Regions from separate parts of the Mus musculus genome. Here regions 2 and 3 are each linked to region 1. Evidence: chromatin contacts called from public Hi-C and HiChIP or PLAC-seq data. All regions are on one chromosome and are shown on one strand. Each heading gives the region's core, a stretch centred on a gene start, on an enhancer-like site or on the middle of the called end of the contact. The rest is flanking DNA. Distances are from core to core; before and after follow the strand shown. Region 1 overlaps Fat3 (FAT atypical cadherin 3). Region 2 overlaps Fat3 (FAT atypical cadherin 3). Region 3 overlaps Fat3 (FAT atypical cadherin 3).

Region 1 (4,994 bases), core at 1,565-4,064:
TCAGTGTTTTTTTTTTTTTACTTTTTTTTATTAGATGTTTTCTTCATTTACATTTCAAATGCTATATACTTTCCTAGTTTTCTCTCAGAAAATCCCTTGTACCCTCCACCCTCCCCCTGCTCCCCAACACACCCAACTCCCACTTCCTGGCCCTGGCATTCCCCTGTACTGGGGCATAGAATCTTTACAAGACCAAGGACCTCTCCTCTCATTGATGGCCAACTAGGCCATCCTCTGCTACATATGCAGCTAGAGACACGATCTCTGGGGGTACTGGTTAGTTCATATTGTTCCTTCTATAGGGTTGCAGATCCCCTTCAGCTCCTTGGGTTCTTGAGCCTCTTGATCCTCCATTTGGGTCCCTGTATTCCATCCAATAGATGACTGTGAGCATCCACTTCTGTATTTGTCAGACACTGGCATAGCCTCACAGGAGACGGCTATATCAGGGAGGGGTCCTCCTAGCCTTGTATCAACTACCTGAAAGAAGGGAATCTTAATTGAGGAAATGCCTTCATAAGATCCAGCTGTAAGCCATTTTCTTAATGAGGCGGTCCCAACCTATTGTGGGTGGTCCTACCCTTGGGCTGGTGGTCCTTAGTTCTGTAAGAAAGCAGACAGAGCAAACCTTGGGGAGCAAGCCAGTAAGCAGTGCCTCTCCATGGCCCACATCAGGTCTTGCCTCCAGGTTCCTGCCCTCTTTGAATTCGTATCCTGGTTTCCTTACATGGTGAATAGCAATAAGGAAGTATAAGCAAAACCCTTTCCCTCTCAATTTGCTTTTTGGTCATGGTGTTTTGTTGCAGCAGTAAAAATTCTAAGACAGGGAGTTTGAGCAACACTGCCTGACTGTCTGAACAACAACACATAAAATTGAACTTTGTAGCATTTTCCAGTTCAGGAACAGCCATACTCCAACAATCTTTTAAACCTTTGGTTGGCAAGTTTTTAGGAAACTGTAAACTGTGGAGAGCATGGGAGACAACATTTGAGACAAACGACATCTCTCAGGGGTCTCATTTGCTCAGGACCACAGTTGGTCAAATCCAGCTATTGGAATTGTTATGCCCAGTTCAAGGGAACCCCAGGAGGCCACCAGAGATTGTGGCACACTGATTGGAAGCACAAGAGTCTTACTGGAGTCCAGACTCGGATCACAGCCTTGCCTGCTCAGCTGCCTTCCCTGCTCCACAGCAGCAGGGGCTTCATTCTTCCTAAGAGAAGCAGCTGTCAGGGATGTATGTGGAGCTTGCTTTGAGGAACTCCTTCTGGGTGCAAGACATGATACAGGTCTCAAGCTCTGCTCTTTAAGGAAGCAGGCCAGTAGTCCTGTGAAGAGGATGGTCAAGTCAGTAAAGTCCTGTAGCACTCCAGGGTGGAGGATCCATCCCTGCTGAGCAATCTGTCGGAGAAGCTCATGCAGAACAAGTTTAGTTGACCAAGGCTGTGACTTCTCAGAGCTGGTGATGACACATGGAGTCAGGGTCTTTTGTATCACAGACAACTGGCTGTGTAACCAAAGATGACCTTGAACTCATGAGTCTCTTACCTCTGACACTTCTGAATTGTTGAGATAACAGTTATGTATAACCACTGGGCAATTTCACACTTTTTTCATTTGGAGAGGAAGTAAATAAAAGCAGAAGTAAAAATATAAATAAATAAATAAATAAATAAATAAATAAATAAATAAGGCTTTTGCTGCTGAAGCCTGTGTGTTCTTTCTTGGTGGTGGCACCATCCACCTTCCTTGCAGTTATTAGCAATGTACTTGTTGCTTGTTGTTATGAGGGCCGTGCTAGCTTTAGAAATAATATGAAAAAAATATTCATTTTGCTAATTTACATAGCTTATAAACTAGGTGCAAATTGTAAGTACTTATTTAACAGAGGATATTTTTAATATTTTATGAAATGTCTTATGAAATATTTGGACAGACGTGTTTCTAAGTACTGTGTTTATGTAGGAAACACTGTCTATTCTAAGAGCTTTAGGACATTGGTATGTAAGGAATTGTCTATCCACACGTAGTTGCTTCTGCCTCTGATTGCAGTTGAGCAAAAAGGATCATGATTCATTCAGCGAGCCTGGGCTAAAGAGCAAGATATTGCCTCAAAAAGAAAAATGAAAATAGGAAGTAATTTATCAGCACCTTACAAGTTGCCATTTAAAGTGTGAGCTGAGTTCCTCACAGATGCTTAGCAAGGCTTCCTGTGAGACAATCTCAACCCACTCAGAAGGTTTTTGCTAAATAAAACATGATTTGTGGCTTCCTGCTAGGACTCTGACGCTGTGATACTATGAATATATAGAACTGTATATGGTCTAAGGCTGTCTGCCTTACCCTCTCCACACCTGCAGACCAAATCTCAGGCAGCTGCACTCACCTGGCTCAGTATTCAGAGCACCTTTATAGAAGAACGGGTTGTGACCACAGCCTTCTGCACTGCCAGCTCAGAGTGCTTTGTGGCCCAGCTCTTCAGATCCAGGTCCAAGAGTTGTGTCTTAAGTGGCTGGCTGGCTTATGGGCAAAGGGGAAGACTGTTCCTCAAGTCCTAAAGCAAGTGGTGCCTAGACAATCCTGTAGGTTGGAAGTCTGCATCCATTCTGGGGCCTATGTGCACTGCTCTGGGGCCCATCTGCACTGCTCTGGGGCCCATCTGCACTGCTCTGGGGACTATTTGAACTGCTTTGCCCTTTGAGTTTGGATTTGCTGACAGGTACACTTTAATACCCTGCCCCTACTCTCTCTGGTTTTGCCCCCTATGCACAAGCCAGAGTCCTGAGGCATGATGCAGATCAAACCCCAGAGGAAGTACATTTCTGTGCTTCCGATCTGACCATGACACTTGACTCCAGGCTCTGTCAGTAGCACTGTCTTCAGATTTGCTTAATATGCTTGCTGGCATACCCAAAGTCAACTGATTTCAAGGAAGGGGCGGTGCCATGGGCTTGTTGACTCAGTACATCGAGATGGTTTTCATTCTGTGGCTAGTGAATTTAAGAGGCAGGATCTTATTTATTTAAGTAACATTTTGAGAAGACAGCAAGTAAGTGCATCTTTACTTTGAAAGTTGCAGAACTGATTACAGGGAGAAATTAAATAGGAAGGGGAAATGGAACAAAAAGTTAAGTATGAGGTAGAAATAACTATTTCCAACCATGAATCTCCAAACATGCACTGGCCTGCTTCTGCACTGGCCCTGGTTCTGTATGTGTTGTTGCATAGCTGTGTGTCTTCAGGCTGGTCCCTCAAGGCCTCTGTGACAGCAACTACCGTTTTGTAAAACGAGGCAGTTGTTGACAATCTCATAGACACTGAAATACAATTTATAGGCATTGAGAGATATGGTATTACTCCTTAGCACTTGTCATGTATTAAGCTCATGAGTGTATTGCATGTTAAACAGAGAGTAATCTAATTTCACAGTTAAATAAAGTGCTAATTTAAATTACTTTTGAAATTAAAATGTTAATGGAATAAATTTCCTGGGTCTAATAAATGAACTCTCTGCATCCTTCCCCTCCCCCACCCGTGCTCTCAGTCCTGCAAAGGGGAGGGGGAGGGGTATGCTGTCTGCCTCTGCATTTTCCACTGCACCTTACATCCTGGAGCTTCTTTTATTTCAGGCTGGATTACTTTTATCTGAGGCTGTTGGGGCAGGAGGAATTAGATCCATTTTCCTGACAAGAATTTTACATGGAACACATATTTGAAAGATTAATGTAAGCAGTTGCTGCCGAAACAATTTAATCTTGCTTTCCATAGTAATGAAAAATGAATAATCAGAAGAATAAATTGTGTCTAGGAGATAATAAATACCCCTTAAAGGATCTTAGCAGTGAATATGAATTATAGCTGCCCCCTCCAGCTTAGAAGGCCATGGCCAGTTGGTTCTCAACCATATGTCTGCTGTAGCCTTAGTTGCAGAGGCTGATTCATCTTACCTCTGTCTATCAGAGCCAAGCTCTCTGCTGTCTTCCCACTAATTTGAAACTGCAAATAGCAGTTTGTGCCAATTAGAGCAGTGTATATAGAATGCCGTGAAACTCATGTTTCCCTCCTGTCTCTTGACCAGCAGCAGACCTAACATGTCTAATGTAAGCATTCAAGATATAAACTTAACAACCTAGAATCATTAGAGTCAATGGCTCCAGGCAGGGAGCATTGACACATGTTTTATCCTCTGCTGCCTGCCCTTGGGTAATTCCAGAAAGATCCACTGAAGCTCTTCCATAGCAGAAGTTGCCTCTGATCTACAGGATTGTTCAGAAGCAAGGATAGCTCCAGATTAGTGAATTTCTCTAAGAGGATGCTTTGCGAGGTTTAGAAACCCCTCAACAACGAGTAATGATTGTTTGCCTCCTACACTAAGGGCTAAAAGGAACTGAGATTCCCCAGTACATCTGTGCGGCATGGCCCAGAGCACCAGCCTTCCTGCTGCTCTGGGACCCAGGAGACCAACATCATCATATCACCAAACAATACAGCACCACACACATCAGCTGATAAAAGCCATATGACTCACCCCTGCTGTGTGCAGTATGAAAAGCAGTTCTGGAGCCTAACCAATGAGCGCTTGTGGTGCAAACATTAAGACTGAGTTGCTTTCCATGTAAAAAGCTGGGTGTTGTGGCAAACACTTGAAATCATAGTGCTGCAGAGGCAGAGACAAGAGGATCCCTCAGACTCATTGGCTTCCAAACTAACCCAACCGGTAGGAACCAGGTTCCAGTGAGAGACCCTGTCTCATAAAACAAGGTAGATAACAACTGAGAACTAACACTGTTGCTTATACTCTCTCTCTCTCTCTCTCTCTCTCTCTCTCTCTCTCTCTCTCTCTCATACACACACACACACACCCCTATACCCCTGTGGACACACACTTATAAATAACAAGTCCTATACAGTTCTTTGATTTTATTTGAGATTTTGAGAATCAACTATTGTTGTCAAACAAGTAATGGGTTTAATTGTGACATTTCCGTGCATA
Region 2 (4,994 bases), core at 1,760-4,259, 380 kb after region 1:
AGCCAGTACAATTGACCCCTTGTCAACTTGACACACAAAAACATCACTAGTAAGCCTCAACCCTTACAATCTTATTCATCCCCATTCTAAATAACTTTAAAAGTCCCACAGTCTTTACATATGCTTAAAATTTCAATCTCTTTAAAATATCCATCTCTTTTAAAATCCAAAGTCTTTTTACAATTAAAAGTCTCTTAACTGTGGGCTCCACTAAAACAGTTTCTTTCTTCAAGAGGGAAAATATCAGGGCACAGTCACAATCAAAAGCAAAAGTCAATCTCCAACTGTCCAATGTCTGGGATCCAACTCACGATCTTCTGGGCTCCTCCAAGGGCTTGGGTCACTTCTCCAGCCAGGCCCTTTGTAGCACACGAGTCATCCTCTAGGCTCCAGATGCCTCTACTCCACTGCTGCTGCTGCTCTTGGTGGTCATCTCATGGTACTGGCATCTCCAAAACACTGCATGACCCCTTCAGTCCTGGGCCATCAATTGCAACTGAGGCTGCACTTTCACCAATGGCCTTCCATGGCCTCTCACAGTGCCAAGCCTCAGCTGCTCTGCTCAACTCCTTCATGCCTTCAAAACCAGTACCACCTGGGTGACCCTTACACGTTACCAAGTCCAGCCAGAGCACAAGGTACAACTTTGGCTATATCTGGAACGCAGCCACTGTGCTCTCAGAAAACACTTCCTAGAAGATGTCACCTCAATGATGCTGGTCTCTTCTTAATCACCGCTAATTTCTTAGCTCCAGCTAACCAGCATCAAAAGTCCCAGTAATGCAAAGTTTTTGCTTTAGTAGTTCTGGTATCTTGTTAATCACAGCTGATTCTTCAGCCCCAGCTAACCAGAACTACAGAATCTTCACAATCAAAACAGCAATGGCCCTGAAAAGAGTCTTTAATTTTCCCTCTGAAATTTCACAAACCAGACCTCCATCTTCTGCAGTGTTCTCAACATTATCTTCCAAGCTCCTACACAACATCTGACAGAGCTCTTAACAATGGATGGATCTTCAAGCCCAAAGTTCCAAAGTCCTTCCACAGTCCTCCCCAGAACATGGTCAGGTTGTCACAGGAATATCCCACTCTGCTGGTACCAATTTGTCTTAGTCGGGGTTTCTATTCCTGCACAAACATCATGACCAAGAAACAAGTTGGGGAGGAAAGGGTTTATTCGGCTTACACTTCCATACTGCTGTTGATCACCAAAGGATGCAGGACTGGAACTCAAGCAGGTCAGAAAGCAGGAGCTGATGCAGAGGCCATGGAGGGATGTTCTTTACTGGCTTGCCTCACCTGGCTTGCTCAGCCTGCTTTCTTATAGAACCAAGACTACCAGCCCTGAGATGGTCCCACCCACAAGGGGCCTTTCCCCCTTGATCACTAATTGAGAAAATGCCTTACAGTTGGATCTCATGGAGGCATTTCCTCAACTGAAGCTCCTTTCTCTGTGATAACTCCAGCTGTGTCAAGTTGACACAAAACTAGCCAGTACAATATGATAAGTTATTATTCTGGTTAGTTATTTTGTTACTTCTTTTTTACCTCCCAAAAGCCCAACTCTTATTCAGACTTGAGAAATTATACCATGAAAAACTGTTTTTTAATATTTGTGACAGGGTTAGATAATATTTGCAATCAATTTGATGCTTTCTGGTTCTCTTTAGAAATTGTATGTGTGTGTGTGTGTGTGTGTGTGTGTGTGTGTGTGTGTGTGTGCGTGCGCATAGGTGTATGTATATAAATAAATGTATTAGTGCACGTAGGTGTAGTTGTGCATGTATAGGTGTACATGTATACAATTGTATGTGAATATACATTTGTTGATATGTAGGTATGTAGATATGTCTATATATTGGTGTATAAGTGTATGTATATGTGTGTTAGAGTGGTGTGTAGGTGTGTGTGTTACAGCAACATAAGGGAACTCTTAAGAACAGTAACATACATGACTTTGTTCATCTAATTATTATTTGGCTCCTAGAAGGAATGTCTGTTTCTATCGGTCTTACTTCTGCTCCCCACCCCCATGAGGAAGTATGTGAAATTATCTCTTATTCTTGGCAAATCATTAGTCTCATTTAATGATAATTTCTAGAACTCATGCAGCATTGTAGAAAGTTCTGGGAGTCAGAAGGCCTGGTTCAGACTTAATTGCTTCCTAGTCCCATGTCCTAGAAGAGTCTCGTGAACTCTGTAATGCCCTGTGGGGAAATGTTAGCAGACCATCCCCATGCCTCCTCCTAGGATCACTGTGATCCTCTGTTGAATGACTGGAAGTTAATTTTAAAACACTAAATCACTAGAACATTTGGGTTTATTGTGATAATTTGTTGATATAAAAATTATTAATAATAGGTCCTGCAGTTGAATGATGAGATTATAGCAACACATAGTGACAGGTCAGGTTTGATAAGCAAGTCTTTCACAGGGATGAATAATAAATATCACTATGTACTAAAAATCTAGTCTTGAGTATTTTAACCCAATATTTTTTCCTTGGTTGTTTATTAAAAAAATCTCTACCAAAATTAAACGTTTAAAAACAGGTTTGTTTCTAGGACCCTCTCTGTTCCTTTGTTGTGTGGGTCAGAGATGACAATGCGATCTGAAATAGTCAGCCTCTTTCTGATGGCAGAGATGTGCTCAGTGAGTTGTAGTTACAGTAACATGTGGTGTTTGAAACAGGTCAGGAGAGCCTGGCAGGCCTGAGTCTACCCAGCTTTGTAAGCATGGGAAAATCCTAGCTTCTCTAGGACTAGGTTTCCGTGGCTGTAAACATCTCCGAGCCTGTGTAGATGGTGCTTATCACAGTTTCTATTCTAGACGTGTTGGTAACAAAGTGTTTATAGTGTTTGCTCTTTTCTGTACTCATCTAGCTTCTAACTGTTCTACCAGTGGTTTCATAACTGCCCTGTCAAATACCCAATCACTATAAGCAGGCACCTGCACACTTCCACATGTTAAAGAGTATCTTTAAAGACAGGAAGTCAGTCAGGCTGACTGCTACAGCAAGTAGTCATAAATGCCTTATAGAAGATCATGAGGAAGTTGCTTAATTGGGAAGATAATGTTAGAGTTCTCCAGAAAAGCAGCAGAATCAACAGGAAGAAATTTATCATATTCTATTTATCTATCATCTATCTAGCTATCTCTATATATATCTTTCACACAGACACACATATGCACACAAATGCATATTTATATCATGCAAAGAAAGGGATAAAATAATCTTATGGGATTATCTAACTGCGATTTGGGGCTAGCAAGCCTAAAACTTGTAGGGCAGGTTAGTGGTTGGGAATCCATATAAGAGCTGGTTTTGCAGTATTGAAATGATAGCCCATAGAGCAAGCCAGTTGGCTAGAAATGTGCAAATTTTTCTCTGGGTGTTGGCTTAAAACAAAACTTCTTCTTGAGCCCACACACATTATGGACAATAATGACTGATTGTAAATATTGATATATCCACAAAACCTAAACTATAAGACCAGGGTTTAAATCGCAGGGCACGGTAGTTTAGCTGATCTGAAACACAAACTAACCTGTTATGGAAATCCAAAAACAAATCAGGAGAAACTACACAGGTAGAAAAACATCATGAATTATTATTACTCTCGGGAGGTAAGAGAAGAGGCTATGGCCATAGTATGCAAATCTGGGGCTAGTGTTACACAAATGCCAAAAGAAAAGGGGGAGAAGACAGAGTTATTGAAACACACTTGTTAGACAGTCTCAAAAGCAATTCAAAAGGATAAACTGTCGACAGAAATAAGCAAGTAAGAATTTAAGGACACAGACAAGATAAAGAGTTCCAGGAAGGTCTCAATCTCAGATGCAAATAGGAAAACTTCCAAGAAGACAGAAGAGAAAGCAAAGGAAATCATCAATAAACGGGTGCAAGAACATGTACAATTTACCAAAATTAAAGGATGTGAGTTTCAAGATTACAGGGCCTACTGAGGATCCAGCACTGGCTAGAACAAGCCCATGCTAAATCACAGCATAGCTAAAGAGCATAAAATTCCAAACATCTGACCTTCCAAAATATTGGAGAGAAAAGCAATCTGGTCTCTTTCAAGCTTCAGAGACTTTGGAGTTCCCAAAAACAACAAGCAGAAGATTGCTTCAATTTCCTAATGTAATCTAACTTCCAATGAGGTCTTAGGATTTAACTAGACAAAATTCCCTAAAATTTGCCTCCTTCAACCCCTTCCCATGGGAGGCAATTATAGAATCACCAAATGAAAGAGAGAGTAAGCCAGATGAATCCAGAAACTGATCTTTAACACAGGTATGCGAAAATGCTGGGTAGGTCAGCTGTTCAAGGGGGAGCCCCGAGAGGTATCAGCGAAGACCTCCTTAGCAAGTAAGGATGTGAGCTACTGTGTGCAGCTCAATACAGGAAGGCCTGGTTGGCGAAAAGTCCGGGGGAAATTTAAATAAGTATTCAGAAAAAGAGGAATCCAAAGCACAGGTTCATCTTTGATCTTTTTCTTAAAGACAAAGATATGCATGAAAATAAAAGTCAGAATTCACTAGGTAGCTTAGCTACAAATAGCATATTACAGTTAATTACAATAATACAAATACTGTTTGTTTAATTAACACTAAAAGATTACAATTTGTTGGGGGGAAGGGCCATAGAAGACTGCCCATATGTGATGTGACTGATGTTTTGAAATAAAAGACATAATGGAAATCCAGCAGAAAATTGTGACTGTTAGAAACAATCACAAACTATCAGCATTCTACAGAAGAAAATGCTAAAATCCTAACAGGGATATCCAGGTTGTTCCTAAGGCATTATCAACACTGTGATTGACAATGCAAAACTCAGAGCATCCCTCATTTACTAAGCATGTGTCTAAGGCTAAGGACAACAACTCCATAGTCATAGTAATGCATCGTTTCTACCCCAAGGCACATATAAGACTCTGAGTCTTCATTCGCCTGATAGTTAATGTTGTCTGTGGTACAGATATCAGTGC
Region 3 (4,994 bases), core at 960-3,459, 270 kb after region 1:
AGAGGTGATCTCCCCACCTTGGCCCTTCTCTGATACATTTACAAAGCTGGAGCCAGACTGATTGCAGACCTTTGTTGCTATAAAGACACAGCAGAATGCAGTTGCAAGAGAAGAAAGAGCCTTAACTAGGATTTCTTCTCCTGTGATGGCTAATTATTTTCCTCTGATACCTTTCCAAAACCATGGCAAGGTGACATCTGATTAGAATGCATTTAATCACAGCTTTCCGAAGGTTGAAACAGTAAAACCTCAGAGGATGCAAAGTCACTATTCTAAATGTTTGGAAAAGCAGAAGATGAAGTGTAGTGTCAGCGGAGAAGGGGAGAAAATGGAATTTTGAATAGTCTGCCCAGTCTAGTGATTACACTCCAACAAAGAGGATTGCCAGCCTGATTTTAGTCTCTGATTTCCATTCATGTAGAATCTGCTCATTACCATCAGGGTCTTTCTGAGTAGCCACAGGACACAGGATCTGAGGAATAGCTAGAGCTTTTTGTTACACTATAATGTGGTAGCTGCAGATACAAGAAATTCAATCCCTATTCCTGTCTCATTCAATCTTAAGGCAGGTTGAGGATCTCACCTAAACTACAATCAAAGCATGTGTGTGTGTGTGTGTGTGTGTGTGTGTGTGTGTGTGTGTGTGTGTGTGCCACTCTGTAAATATAGATGAGCATGCATTATGAATGCTTATGAATAGAAGACACCAAAATCTTATGTGAATATCCAAATATAATAACATATAGCAGTGGTTCTCAATCTTCTTAATGCTGCATCCTTTTAATATAGTTTCTCAACCATTAAATTATTTCATTGCTACTTCATAATTATAATTTTGCTACTGTTATGAACATACTGTAAATATCTATTATGCAAGATACCTGTTATGAGACCTTTAAAGAGGTTGAAACCCACCTGTTGAGTAACACTGACCTAAAGATGGTTCAGCAGTTAAGCACATATACTACTCTTGTAAAGGACCCAAGTTCAATTCCTACTACACATATCAGGTACCTCCCAGTGGCCGTTACCTTCACCTCCAGGGGATCGAATGCCTCTGGTCTCTGCAAGGGAACTCACTTATGTGTACATGCACACACACAGAAGCACATCATAATGTCCTCATTTAATTTTTGTATGATATCTCTTAAATGAGGCATTGGGAATTTTTACTATATATATTAATAAGCTTTGATTATCAGTGGGATTAATAATCATAATTTGGGAAGAATAGCCTTTTATTCCTTAATTTGGTACAGGTATGCTACAAATCACTAACCAGAAGTTCATGGCTGTGGTGTGCCAGGAGGTGTTCAGCTGAGAACAATGCTATGAGGGACATGGATTTGTCAGTCCTTCCATCCCCATTGCCTAGTCATCCAGTGTCTTATTTTGTCATCTGAGAAGCCATAGCTATAATTCCCCTGTTCACACTGAAGCCAGGTGGAGGGACAGCAAGGAAAATACTCTCACTCCTCAATAAACTCATAATTCTTTTATCTGTGAAGGGTGGATGAAACCTATGATTTTTGTCCTCTAGCATTTTGTGAGAAACACAGATCTTAAGAATAAGCAGGACACTGAGAAATCCTCTGGGCAGCTGTCCAAAGCAACACAAATACATCACCCCAGATGGATTTACAACATCCCATTTTATGAAGAATTCTATAATCACCTTATAAAAAGACAACTCAATAACACTGATTTCTTTGCGGGAGACATGTGATTTCCCAAAAGTAAAGGGCATTGCTTTTTAAAAAATACCAATTTGCCCATGACACTGCTGTGGCATTTGAATAATACCACGGCATCAGTGACAATGAGCGACTCTTAACCTGATTGGTTTCATACACAGCCCATACACTGAGCCCTCTTCCCTCCTATACATTCAAAATTTATAGCATAACTGACACCCCTGAGATGGGCAGCTCCTGGGGGTGGATACTATATTTTAGTTCATCCTCTTTTCTGACTCCCACAGGGCTTTCCTATTACAGATTTTCTAGGATCAGTGAGTACATAGAGGAATCACACAGATCAAGAAGAATATTGATAGAAGCAATACAATTTTTTTCTTGAAAGGAAATACCCTATGCCTCAACCTGTGCAGTAGTAATGTAGTTAGTATTTTCTCGGACTATGAGCTTCTGGGGTGCCATGCAGGTCAGCAAGAGCTACATAGCATAAGCCTGTATTTCACAGAGTGCTAAGTTGGCCAAGACTGTCCTGTGACCTATGAGTCAGCGAGTCATAGGAAGCCTCTGACCTTGGTGAGTCTTCTATCTACCATCACATGAGATTAGAATTGCTTCATCAACTTCCCTAGTTAAGTTGCTAAGAGGTTCAAATTGAATCATAGATAGCAAAGTGCTCTGAGAGTGGGTTGTGAAGGAGATGGCCCAAGTATCATCAGTGCTAATATCAGAACATCTTGGGTCCCTCCAGCATGTGTTCTGGGTGGCTGATTGCTTGTTTTTTCCTTGTTACTCTGGAAACCCACCAACCAAACCCAAGAACACCAAGACTTGAGATAACTCAGGGATTTAAGTCTATCCAAGAAGCAATTTAAGAGGACAGAGGCTCTCACAGTCTGCCTTGCACTTTAGTGACGTGTCCAAGCCTCTGTCCATCAAAGGTCCAGATCTTAGAGAATATTCATTACTTTGCCATCTGGTCCTCGACTGCCATCCAGGCACTCTGATATCTCGTCCCACAGTCTTTTCATTTGTCTAACTTCTTCCAGCTTCAAAGGAAGTAGAGTGGGTCCCCTGCAATGGTAATGAGCCTAGGCATTTGAGTATGGAAGCTTATAACTCTGTAATCCACAGATATCATCACTTTCTAAATCTGTTTTGATCTGGAGTTCCTGCTGGGATTTTCATTATACAGAAAAAAAAAATTCTACTGAATTTGTGAGTTTCAGAAAATGACTCCACTTTCTGTCTCTACATGGGTTCCAAGGATCTTTCCTATATATTTTGTAGATTATTTTTTCCTTCTTTGAATCCAGGCTTACTCTTTTGATAAGTGCCAGAGAAAAAGAGGGGTACTGACTCACAAAATTCTGTGCTCAAGTTTAGAACAAGGCTTATCAGCACAATTAGTGCTCAATATCCCACAAGTGGGGTATTGCCATGTTAAACGTTACCAGCATTTGGCAGTCTCCACCACCTCACACATCCTGTAATGTGGTTTGGGAATATGTCTCCCGAAGTGCTTTTGCCATGAAGTAAAAATAGATTTGGCTGCCCGCTAAAGAGAGTTTTACAAAGAGACATCCATTATTCATTGTTCAGGGCTTCCCACCAGAGATCTCAGAGGCCTTCACACAGAGGCACTTATGGGCCTGACCTTCTGAGAAGAACCTTTTGAGAGGAAGTGGAGGCAGTAGAGCTCTCCCGACAATGTCATCCCATGCTTGCAAGCTGAGTGATATAGGGCAATCTGCTCAGCACGAGAATAACTCTGGTCTGAATTGCTAAATTGACCACCATTATACCGCTCTGAGAATGTTTTCAGGATTGTGTAACTTCATCTGTCTGATCCAGGTGAGTTAGGATTTTTACCTAGCAAAGAAACCAACAGCTTACTGGGTTGCTTTCTGTGCAAGTACCTTTTGTACATTTTTCGACTAGGCAAAAATAACTCTTTCTGGAGTTTACAGATACACATCTAGCTCATCTATCTTTAATTGATTCCCAAGGCACTGTAACTCACATTTATCTTTCATGACTTAGCACATTTAATGTAGTTCGATTTTGACATCGCAGAAAGCTCATCAGCCACTGCTTTTACATTAATTGGGCCTGAGGACTGGGACTACCTGGGGCATAATGGTGGGAACACTCTTCCCTAATATTCTGCCTCTGCTGTCCACAGAACAGAAGATTCATCCTATGGCTATGTGTGGCAGCAGATGAACGCCCACTGGGAAGGGGTGGGAAATGTAAGCCTTTAAGAATTATCCTTTTGGGAAATTACTCATTTTAAGTTGTAAGGTTTCTGAGTTCATGTGATTTCACAGTTGAAGGATAGATTCCTCTACTAATTTCACAGAAGTGAACTTCAGAAGTAATATAAATACACAAAAAAGATCCGTTCTTTGCAAAAGTTGTTTCAAATTTTAAGAATATATGACAGACTATGAGAATTCCAATATAATTCTTTTTTAAATTCTTTACTAAAGTATTGCATTAAGTGTTTTTGTTTTCAACTTTACTATAGCAGATACTTAAGAGAAACAACTTCAAAAAGTAAAGATTTATTTCAGTTCCTGCTTCCAAAGGTCTCGCCTGATGGTTATCTGGTGCCATTGCTGTGCATGTGTGAAAAGGCAGAGTACCCTGATGGCGAAGGCCAAGGAGCTCAGAGCTACTCTTCTCACTCAGAGAAGCAAAGGACAGGACATACCCTTCCAAGGCAAGGCCCTCATGGGCTACTCTCCCCCTCCAGGCTCCACCTCCTATTAGTTCCTTCACTTCCTAATAATGCCCCATACAGGAGTCTATCAGTAGATGAATCTATTCATGAAGACAAGGCACCCATGATCCAATCATTTCCTACAGTCACCACCAATGAATTCTGCTGTGTAGGGATCCAGGCTGTCAACAAAAGATCTTTCAGGGATCATCCTTCATTATAAATCATTAAAAATATTAACAATTTTAGACATTTCTTTGGGTCACTTTTGTCTGTATGATTGGTGTCATTTTCTAAACACACAGAATTATTTTACTACTAAATTATTCATGTTTGAGTTCTCCTGTCTCTGACAGTATACAGTTCCATACATCTCCTTCAGTATTTTTCTGACACAGACCCTGAAAGTGGAAAACTGAAAGACTAGTAGTGTCCTTGAAGAACTCACAAGTGTACTCTTTGGAGAGAGAATTTTATATGGGGTCAGAAGCATTTTGATGGAAAATGGCATGAACCTCTAGGAATCAGAAGAGTAAAAGTTAATACCAGTAGCTTGTCCTTGTGCTATATTCTCC

Evidence for each region. A called contact is a pair of places that touch in the nucleus more often than the background predicts. HiChIP or PLAC-seq counts read pairs in DNA pulled down with a chosen protein or histone mark.
Region 2: a contact with region 1 is called in an H3K4me3 HiChIP or PLAC-seq map of bone marrow-derived macrophages, with 2.9 times the contacts expected there. The contact joins two enhancer-like sites. A contact is called at or near these places in 3 of 484 Hi-C or Micro-C datasets (the N1E-115 cell line, bone marrow-derived macrophages and nephron progenitors) and 1 of 115 datasets of contacts at active chromatin or transcription factors (bone marrow-derived macrophages).
Region 3: a Hi-C map of bone marrow-derived macrophages shows a contact between it and region 1, with 4 times the contacts expected there. The contact joins two enhancer-like sites. A contact is called at or near these places in 4 of 484 Hi-C or Micro-C datasets (bone marrow-derived macrophages and macrophages), 1 of 115 datasets of contacts at active chromatin or transcription factors (bone marrow-derived macrophages) and 1 of 9 other capture datasets (bone marrow-derived macrophages).

The regions. Positions count from the first base shown.
Region 1 is chr9:16,310,016-16,315,009 of GRCm38.p6, reverse strand. The region is part of intron 2 of Fat3 (FAT atypical cadherin 3); the gene reads left to right. Among named protein-coding and RNA genes, the nearest start is that of Fat3, 190 kb to the left of the region's middle. Within about 2 kb of position 2,814, at least 19 of the 459 cell types and tissues checked have an H3K27ac peak or open chromatin away from gene starts, as enhancers often do. A contact at or near this core is called in bone marrow-derived macrophages, where this site is marked.
Region 2 is chr9:15,925,591-15,930,584 of GRCm38.p6, reverse strand. The region is part of intron 22 of Fat3 (FAT atypical cadherin 3); the gene reads left to right. Among named protein-coding and RNA genes, the nearest start is that of Mtnr1b, 54 kb to the right of the region's middle. Within about 2 kb of position 3,009, at least 3 of the 459 cell types and tissues checked have an H3K27ac peak or open chromatin away from gene starts, as enhancers often do. A contact at or near this core is called in bone marrow-derived macrophages, where this site is marked.
Region 3 is chr9:16,044,111-16,049,104 of GRCm38.p6, reverse strand. All of the region lies in intron 4 of Fat3 (FAT atypical cadherin 3), which reads left to right. Among named protein-coding and RNA genes, the nearest start is that of Mtnr1b, 170 kb to the right of the region's middle. Within about 2 kb of position 2,209, at least 11 of the 459 cell types and tissues checked have an H3K27ac peak or open chromatin away from gene starts, as enhancers often do. A contact at or near this core is called in bone marrow-derived macrophages, where this site is marked.